Regions from separate parts of the Ovis aries genome. Here region 1 is linked to region 2. The links are chromatin contacts, called in public Hi-C maps. All regions are on one chromosome and are shown on one strand. Each heading gives the region's core, a stretch centred on a gene start, on an enhancer-like site or on the middle of the called end of the contact. The rest is flanking DNA. Distances are from core to core; before and after follow the strand shown. Region 1 overlaps PHF20 (PHD finger protein 20). Region 2 holds the start of ROMO1 (reactive oxygen species modulator 1).

Region 1 (5,202 bases), core at 704-3,203, 130 kb before region 2:
TACTTGAAATACTATAATGAATAAAACATTTTTCAGGTCTGTGAAAGAATAGCTTTCTCAGCTGTGAAGCAACAAAAAGCAACCAAAGAGAAACATGAGCCGATTTAAATACAGCAACTCCAGTCAAATGTTTGGAATAAAAAAAATAACAAAATGTTCATAAACAGAGAAGCAGTTCATTATGCAAAGTCTGCACTAAGTAATTCTTCCATCCAAGTACTAATCAGGCCCGACCCTGCTTGACTTCTGAGATCAGACAAGATCAGGCGTGTTCAGGGTGGTATGGCTGTAGACAGCACTATATAATTCTAATTAGTCATTTAAAAGAATGAAGTAGCTCTATACTTACTGATATGGATTACTCTCAAGATACACTGCTAAGTGAAAACAGAAAGTTGTTCAGTGTACACTGTACGACATGTATGGTTGCAGATGGGGGGAAAGGTATTATAAAATGCACAGAAAGGAAACCAGAAGGATAGGTATCAAACTGTTGACAGCTCTAGAGAGAAGCTTAAGCTAGGAAAACAGGTGGTAAAGAGGAACTCTCAGGTGTTCTCTGTGAACGCCAGGAGCAGTGAGTGTACCAGCACTCAGCTCTTGGTTTCTAAACACAATTCACCACTTAAAAGAAATCAGGGCTTCCTGGAGAAATGGCTGAATCCAAGGCTGGGTGAGTACAGGATGAGTGTGCTACATTTTCTTATGCCAGAAAGTGAAGGAACTAGCTTGAAGGGCTCCACAAGGTGGTTATTAGAATAAATAAAGACAGAAACCATTATAACCCGCAGAACAAAAGAAATGCCACGAGACCATGTGGATAAAAAGAGGGAAGGAAGGAAAGAAGGGAGGGAGGGGGGAATCAGGGAGAGGGGGAAAGGCAAGCAGGCAGGCACTTCCTTAACACAATACAAACTAATAAACGTAGAAGGAATGATGAGAGTTACAAATCACCATTTGGTAGACCTCAGAGTAAAAATATTTATCAGGCAAGAAGCAGAAGTGGATATTAGGGTGAACTCCTGATAAAGAAACACATAGATATTTGAGTATATGTAAATAAAGATATTTACATATATTCAAGGTATCCTCTCACCAGAAACTTAGTAACTATAAAGGGAAAAATAACAGCCTTACAGTAGAGAAACCTGGTGGGCAGTACCCTTAGCCAAGTGACCAAAGTTAACTTCACCAATAAATGGGACAGATATCATGCAGCTCCTGTTAGAATACACTTGAAAAGGATACATCACTTGCATGGTGTTGCTGCTAAAAGGGAATAACCTAAATCTAATTATCTGGATACATTAAAAAAAAACCCAAATTTAACGACATCATATTCTTCAGAAATGTCAAGGTCATGAAAAACAAAACACTGACAAAAAATGTTTCAGATGAAAGGAAACTAATGAAACATGACAATTAAATCCAGTGTGACATCCTGAGTTGGATCCTGATCCCCTCCAAAAAAAGTTTCCTCCATGTTTGCTATGAAGAACATTATCAGAACTGATGAAGTCTGAATAAGGTCCTGCCTTTGATAATTAAATTATGGTCATGTAATTAAATGTTCTAGTTATCAGGAAATAGACACTGAGAAATTTAGGGGTAACGGTCTGCAACTTACTTGCGAATAATTCAGAAAAAAATAGTTTTTAAAGAATAGAATAATGAAGCAAACATAGAAAACTGCTAACAAACAGGGAATCTGGTTGAAGGTATACAAGAAATTCTTTCTACTATTTTTGCAACTTTTTACGTCTTCCAATGTGTCAAAATAAAAACATCTTTTAAATATAAAGATGAAAAAATTTACGCAGGAAAAATACTTGGAGGTCACAGAATAGCTAAGTGGGAGGAAAGCAACCCTGGCAAGACTATCCACACTTGGCCCTCACAAGAGAAACTGAGCAGTTATTCCACAAGATGGCAGAGCTGCCCCAAAGGCCAGAGCTGCGTATGGAGCAGCTAATGCAGGGCTTCTGCTCTAGACTAGATGGTGTTGCCTTCCCAGCCTCCTTCACACTGATCTTGACTCCATCCAGTTAGAAATTACAAGACTGGCACCACCTCAGGACAGCAACCTCTAAACGGTGACTAACACAGCAGCACCCTGGCCTCTGGGGGCCTTGCGGGATGCTTCTGAGAATGATCCCGCCCTCCTTCCTGCTGACTTACATAATACATTCCTGGTGAATGAGTTCTCAACAACCAGCAATCTTTTCATCCTGTGCTCACCACTAAGCCCATGTTCCAAAAGAAAAACCAGGAACATCATTCAGTTTCCAGATCAACACTTCCAGCCTCTCAAATTAAAGAATTTCCAAGGCGCCACCCTGTCTGGAGCACTGACATCACGTGTGCCACACACAGTGCTCTTCAAAGCTGGCCTACTAAGCTGCTTACTTGAGTCTACACCCTGCTTTAACACTTGCCCTCGAGGGCAGTGCGAGCTCCATGTTACAACCTCTCTAAAGGCAGGATGTGTGTTCACTTCACCTGGTTTATACAGCACCCAGCATCTCATCAGATGGCATTCAGTACTCAGTTAGAAGACAGGAGGTGGAGTGACCCAGTCATTGGAAAACGTGTTATTCTAACTCTGGCTGAGTTACCCCTTCTTGCCACATACTAGGTTCTTTTATAAAACAGGGAGAATTAACAGTGAAAAATTAACAAGAACTTAGATGTCTTTCACAGTGGGAAGTTAAATAAATTATGGAAAATCATCCAAAGAAATAAATTATATATAATCATGAAACAGCTATGAACTGACACGGAAAAATGCTGTATAAAAATGATAAGCCATTAACTAATGCAAGAATATGATTCTACCACTCTGTTTTTAAAAAGTGACATGGGTACATGTGTGTTTGTATATGCAGAGAACCACGTGTTGAAGAATGGAAAAGCATATACCAAACTGTTCCATGGTTCTTTCAAGAGGGGGAAGAGTAATGGAGGACTTTTCACTTAGTTTTACTTTTACTTAGTTTTAATTTTTCCTAGTATATTTGGCTTTGAAATTTATAGGAGGGAAACAAACAGCAAAATGACTCTTTATATATTAATAATAATCTTTAAATAGGGGTCCTTAACTGTCTTTATGCCAGAGTAGTTGTGAAAACTCATCAAGAAATTGTACTTACAAAATTAGTATACCTTAGTGTTCTCACTGTGAAAAATTAAATGTAAATTTTAATATCAACACTAAATAAAACCTTTAATTGCTGTCTCCTTATGACTCAAAAATGATGACCATACTTGCTTGGAGGACAAGGACTATGGCTGGACAGAGGCAGCAGGAAGGAGAGGAACTGAGGAAAGATGAAACTGGAGCGACAGCAGGCAGCAGCCGGGCAGGGTAAAGACCTAAGGCCCTCACTCAGGACCAAAACCAGCAGTTCAGGTGGTGGGAAACATGCATGTTAGGCAATGGTACCCCACTCCAGTACTCTTGCCTGGAAAATCCCATGGATGGAGGAGCCTGGTGGGCTGCAGTCCATGGGGTCGCTAAGAGTCAGACACGACTGAGCGACTTCACTTTCACTTTTCACTTTCATGCACTGGAGAAGGAAATGGCAACCCTCTCCAGTCTTCTTGCCTGGAGAATCCCAGGGATGGGGGAGCCTGGTGGGCTGCCGTCTATGGGGTCGCAGAGTCGGACACGACTGAAGTGACTTAGCAGCAGTACTTTTCTAGATTTCTTTTCAACTTTATGAACATAAAAAAGCAAGTTACCAAAAAAGAATATGCTGTATAAAGACAAGATTACCTCCATTAATGAGGTAAAAAGTACCAATGAAATCCCTAGTGGAGTTTGAATAAGGTCCAGATTTTGATAATTGTGGTAACATAAGAGAATGCTGTCTTTTTTTGTTTTTAAGGAAATATACATCAAAATATTCAAGGGTAAATATTGTCAAACAATTAATAGGAAAAAAAAAAAAACTTTAAAATACCTTAAGGCCACAGAACAGCTAAGTAGGAGGAATGCAACCTTACCAACAGAGAGATTCAAGTGAACTGACAGCTCTCTCTATCCTGCAAACGAAGCATTTCAATAGATTCACAAACAAGAAAGCAACTCAAAGCAGCTATCTGTTTGGTACCGACTTACCTGCTCAGCCTTAGTCCACTTCAGGAAGCCTTCAATTAAGTCAGAAAGCACACCTAATAGTCTCAGAAAAGACCCTGTGATTATACTATTGATGCTGTTCTGTCTTCATCTCCAAATGCCTAACTGCTACTCATCCTTCAAAGCCCTGTCAAGTTCCATATTCTTCCACCCCTACCCTCAAACTATTAACCTAAACATCACCTGTATCCAGATGTCAGGTCCAAAGAGCACTTAATGTACCCTAAAACCAAGAGCGTCCCATTGATAGCTAGCAGAGCTCCTAGGCATACAGTAAGAGGTATAGTATTCACTCCCAAGCATACAGTATTTGTTCTCAGGCAATAGGACTCAAACAAGAGAATCCTGAGTTCAACTTCCATGTGACAGGCACACATTATCACTGGCAGTCTTCTCTTCTTAAAGTTTTAAGTATTTCTCATGACACCACCTTACTTTCTCTCTTATAATACAATCTCATTCATGCCTCATGACAGAAAGACCTACAAGGGCAATGAGCAGATGTCTCATTCATTTCTCTAACCCCAAAAGAACAATCAATTCTCAGCCAGTGTTCCACCAGGACATGTCTGATGACAGATCACAGACACTCCCAACTTCCCAAACTACAATGCCTCTAAGTCTATGACTCTCTTACTCAAGAAAACAGAGAACACAGGTGCCTGAAATCTAACAATTATAAGCACTACACTAAACCAGAACAAGTTAATTTAAAAATAAATCATTTACAAAAACTACTATAGGCATTACTCTGAAACTAACCTGGTTAATTTGCAAGTAAATCATCTGTAAACTTTTAATAGTTCAGTGACAAGTAACTTCCCATTCATTTTATAACTGATAACATATCAGTGGAACACTAGACCATGTGGCAATGTCCGATTTCTAACAGGTACTCGGTTTAAAAAAAAAAGAAAAAATTAGGTGAATAAGCCTGCACTTTTATTTAGTTTTCTCTCTTGTTTATGGTTCATTTAGAATATTCACAAATGACACAGCTTAGAATAGAGTCTGGCGCTTAGTAGGCACTTGTTAAGTATTCATTGACTAAAATGAATGAATGG
Region 2 (4,999 bases), core at 1,823-4,322:
AAACTTGGAAATTACAATAGCCTATTAGTTTCTTTGACTTTTTCAGTTGATTCTTCAGAACTTAATTGAAACTGTTGTCCTCAAGTTGTCCCTCTACATTCCTCTATGAGTTTTAATACACTTGTTATTTAGGATATTGTATAAAATTTGAGGGATTTATGATACAAAGAAAACCCAAACAGGTTTGCTTAGGCCTCAACCCCTGGGCATTAAGTTTCTGTGTTGTTTGCGCATTTAAGTGCAGTTTTGGATTTAATTTCACTTGGGCAGCAACCCTTCCCAATTCATGCTCTGAACTCTGCTTCAAGTTTTTGTATCTAAATCGAATCTTTGCTACTCCTAATTACTCCTTCCAATATGGATTTCCTCACCTGATTTCTAAACCCTTAAAATTGTTAGGGATGAAGGACAAGTATTACAAATTTAGTCTGTATCAAGATTAATTGGTTTGACTTTGGAGGCATCACAGTTTTATACCACCGCATTTGAAGGATGTTTGTAATTTCAATTATTTAACCTGGAGAAAAAACTCGAAGATAATCTTTACTTTTGAACACGGAGCAGCAGTTTTTGGGTGGCAGAGACTTACATGACAACTCCCCCCCCACCCCAAACTATCAGTATCTTTGTAATTAAAGATTTTGTTCTTGAATCAAGTACTAGCAGGTTTCTTTCTAGGAAACTGGGCCAGCAAAGGTAACTTCAGGTATTTAATCTCATGAAAACAGTTAACTACCATATTTTGTTGGTTTTTTTGTTTTTTTTTTGGCTGTGCAATGAGGCATCTTAGTTCTGGACCAGGGAGGGATTGAGCCTATGCCCTGACTGGGAGTGTGGAGTCTTAACCACACAACCAGGGTAGTCCCACCATTTTCTTAAATTCTTGAGGGGCAACTTAGTATCAAGGAATATGTTGCCTGTACAGGTGAGAAGCACTTCTCATAATGGAGAAACTACCTTAACCAGTTAAAAGGAAGGAGAGTCAGCTGATAAGTTTCATCCTCATTGATGATTGGTTAGAAAATCATCTGAGATGAAGCTGTGTGAGCTGTGTGCCAAGTTGCTTAAGTCGTGGCTGGCTGCAAACTCATGCCTCTGTCCGTGGGATTCTCCAGGCAAGAGTAGGGTAGTGGGTTGCTAGGCCCTCCTCCAGGGGCTATTCCCAACCCAGGGACGGAACCCGGCCTCCTGCATTAGCAGGTGGATTCTTGACTGCTAGTGCCATCTGAAGTTGCAAGGCTACAAAAGTGGTTTGAATTTGTTCTTTTTCTGATCAACTCATCTGAAGACAATATTTGGGTATACAAGGTAATAGCACTGGAAATAAGGCTGGTTAATGTAGTGTGACCTTGAGGAAATGTAGATTTAACATTTTAAAGGAGAGAAACTAATAGCATCAACCTTAAAGGGCTGAATAATAAGGATTTCCAAGAAGCTATGAACAGTCTTAACGCATGATAAATCATTCCGAGTTTGGATTAACAGAAAGCTCTTGTGAAACAAGAAACCGAACCTCAGCCCACCTCCAAAGATCTTTAAGCAAGCTGGGTAATTGGCTGTGAGGAAAAAATGCTTCTAAACAGAAACTCCGAATACTCAAAGACTTGCTTTATTATAGTACACATGGGATGGAACTGATGGGAGGGGGTGGATGTTGTGGGCAACCACTGTCCTGATTAGCATCGGATGCCCATCCCGATGGCCATGAATGTGCCAAAGGTGCCGCCACTCTGCATCATGGTTTTTCCGATGCCGCCCATCAGCTCCCGACCCCGCATTCCAATCCTGAGGGAGGAGGAAACCAAGATGGGGCCACTTGGGAACAACAATACAGGGAGGAGCATTAACTGCCCCTTTCCGATTTATAATCAGGCACTGCTGAAGTCTGGCAGGACATTATAATCTCTTGCCACATGGAGTGAGTAATGCTAAGGAAAAGGATCCATTAGGATCTCTAGGCAACTGACGAGTTTGTGGGAGGCAACAGAAGCAGTATAAAGTACAGAAACAGGGAAATCATTTTTGGGTGCTGGTTTTGCCTCCAGGGTATACATGATCCAATACAACATTTTTTAGATGGTCTCCTAGTGTTAATGATTGGGGGGTCAGACCTGGCGTCAAGAACTAAGTGCAATTTACGGGCTGTGTCAAGTGTACAATGAGGCTCTTAACATTCACAGCAGTGTTGTGATAACAGGGCATTCAGCACTGTGACACAGTAAACGCTCAGTAAACGATAATTTACCAGAAACAATAGCGTCTTTCATGTGTAAAAACTATAGAGTGTAGAGTTTATCTGCTTAATTTCTACATCCTGTTCCCAGAGCAGTGAAATTAACCAAGTTTGTTTCGCCATGCGCCTAACAGGAGTAAAACAGAACAGCCATTAATTGAGCACTTAATATGTGCCAGGTTCTCTGTTAAGTGTGGTCTGATTTGAGCTTAGAATTGTACATGATGTAGAGGTTTACTGACCTCATTTCTGCTTGAAACCCAGGCTCCAACCCTATTCTCAACCATTTAGATTATCATCTGTCCTCCCACACTGAAGGTGATTAGGAAAACAGTCTCGTTCGTTACAGGGCAGCGACAGAATTGGAAAGTAGTAAGCTCTATTCGGGCTGTAGGCCGAGAGCTGTGGGGTGGGAAAATCAGGTAGTCCCCAGAGATCACCGCCCGCTCCCCTCACCTGAGACAGGAAAAGGTGCCGAAGAGCGCCCCCGCCGCCATGCCCACGGCGCAACCCATCACGAAGCCCATCTTCACGCGGTCGAAGCAGCTTGGCTGGGACTGTCCATAGGGACCCACGGCCACCGGCATCTGCGGGGTTCGAAGGTTAGGGAAGTGTGGGCCTAGCCGCCAGCCCGAGACTCCAGCAGGGGCCAGAGGAGGTGAGATAGGGAACCGGCCCAGGGGTTCTGGGAAATCCGAGAAAGAAAAGAAGGGTGTAGCCCGACTCCATCACCCACTGTGCGTTCGAGTCCCCGCGCCACGGTGCCCCCACCTCACCTCGCTCGTGGCTTCGGTCGCTCAGATCTACGTCTTACGCGGAACGCGAGCTGGAGCGCACTCGAGATCCGAGGAAGCGTTTCCGGGGCGCGGAGTAGTACTTCCTGGATCCTGTAGCTGAGGACTGTAGCCGCTTCGGGCGGGGGGCTCCTGCCACCGGGACCATGCTGCTGCGAACCGCTTGGAGGCGGGTGGCCACGACCGCCCCCGCGGCTCCGGGGCCGAGGGCCAAGCCACCCACTCGGGGGCTGCGCCTGCGCGGTACGCTTGGGGCCCCCCTCGCTGCCACCTCCCTAGAGGCGCGGAACTTTCTCCTGGGCTAGGCGACTTACCTGCATATTCAGGAGCCTCCCTCTTCCGCTACCCAGACCCTCTGACACTTCCTCTTGACTGGACCCCTCAGATTTTCTCATACCGGCGCTCTGAACCGTTGACTTCGCCGCATCGCCGCTCCCGCACTTCACATCCTGCACCGCAGGCCCTCAGAGCCCTAAAATTCGGCCATCGGACCTCTCCTGACCCAATTGTAGAGATGCTAGTGGTCCAGCCAGTAACCTTTGAAGGAGATCTTACCTACCGTCTCCACGTTCCTTCTCAGGGGCTTTGCCCTTTCGGAGATTTCCTCACTCCAACGACGCAATTTGAATGTTGTCTCAACACCCTACCCTAAGAACCCTGTCTCTCTCCCTTACCTCTTTTTTAAAGTTTGCTCAACTTTTCCGATGTTCTGTTTCCTTTTGCGTTGAGATTCGCTCAGCATCGCTTAAACTTATGTCACCTCCGTCCAGCCTTTAAATTCTGTTGTTTGGGATGCCCTGTGTGCAGAGTTGCATCCCCTCTCACCTGGCCCCTCCGTTCCATTTTTTGTCAGGTATAGACCTTACTCCCCAGTCTGCTGTTGCCTCTGATGCAGCCACTGCTCTGGAGGCGGAGTCAGTGCTGCGACCTCTGTACATGGATGTGCAAGCTACAACTCCTCTGGTAAGGATGGAGGGGCAGCTTTCCCTGAGCTGTTTAGTGGAGTTATACTGTAGAAGTGGCAATGCACATAAATGGCTGAATCCCTGTAGAAGTGAGAACCATTGAGAAGTGTGTGCTGGGAGAGCAATGAGCCAGGAGACTGGAGGCTTACATTGTAGTCCACTAGAAGTGTCTGTACTGCTTACTAGCTATTGATCTTGGTCAAATCACCTTATTGCTGGCACTTTCCTAGTAGTTAAAAGCATAGGCTCTGGAATTACTGGACCACTGCTTACTATATGCATTTGGGCAAGAATTAAATAGGTTAAAAGATAATAAAGCAGCCCTTAGAATAGTGCCTGGAGCATGATGAGCACTGGAATATTAATGCACGTTTTCATCAACATCCTCTCCTAGATATCACATTGCTTGGCAGTGAAAACACCTACAGACACAACTGTCAGGAAAAAGCAGTGTTTGTAGATTATCTGAGGAGATGGTAGAATAATCTGTTTTAAGACGGATTGGGAGGAGAGTGTATTAAGCTAATATTTGGTTAGAACCTGGGGGAATGGAAGAATATTTGAGCCCTAATCTAGGCAGGGTCTGAAGGATTGGGGGTGTGTTGAAGCAGGTTGGGTAGGTCAGGGGATGGAGTGGGGCCCGGGTTAACTATGGGCTCAAGGAGACTGGTCTGTTCTGTTTTGTCCAGGACCCTCGGGTGCTTGATGCCATGCTCCCTTACTTAGTCAACTACTATGGAAACCCACACTCCCGGACACATGCTTATGGCTGGGAGAGTGAGGCTGCCATGGAATGTGCTCGTCAGGTTAGTACACAGGACACTAGGAAGTTCTGATGTCAGAGGTTTCAGTGACCTGTGGGTGGCATTTTTTTTTTTTTTTTTTTAGTAGCTGTGGGTGAAGGTGGAAATGGTTTGGGGCTCTCTCAGCAAGCGATTCAAAGAACAGGCCTTTGGAGTCCCTCTGAAGGCATTCGATTAGTTTCCACATTTCCTGGCTAACTGACC

Evidence for each region. Hi-C and Micro-C count contacts between places; a contact is called where the count stands out from the background.
Region 1: a contact with region 2 is called in a Hi-C map of retroperitoneal adipose tissue, with 1.9 times the contacts expected there. The contact joins the enhancer-like site here to the promoter of ROMO1 in region 2. A contact is called at or near these places in 2 of 16 Hi-C or Micro-C datasets (muscle and retroperitoneal adipose tissue).

The regions. Positions count from the first base shown.
Region 1 is chr13:65,021,317-65,026,518 of ARS-UI_Ramb_v3.0, reverse strand. All of the region lies in intron 10 of PHF20 (PHD finger protein 20), which reads right to left. Among named protein-coding and RNA genes, the nearest start is that of SCAND1, 60 kb to the left of the region's middle. Within about 2 kb of position 1,953, at least 29 of the 54 cell types and tissues checked have an H3K27ac peak or open chromatin away from gene starts, as enhancers often do.
Region 2 is chr13:64,891,506-64,896,504 of ARS-UI_Ramb_v3.0, reverse strand. ROMO1 (reactive oxygen species modulator 1) reads right to left here and starts at 3,072. Exons shown (of 3, transcript XM_012189126.4): 1 at 3,010-3,072; 2 at 2,690-2,820; 3 at 1,588-1,785. The coding sequence starts at 2,820. The coding sequence ends at 1,677. NFS1 (NFS1 cysteine desulfurase) reads left to right here and starts at 3,109. Exons shown (of 12, transcript XM_060397746.1): 1 at 3,109-3,270; 2 at 3,881-3,990; 3 at 4,682-4,798. The coding sequence starts at 3,174.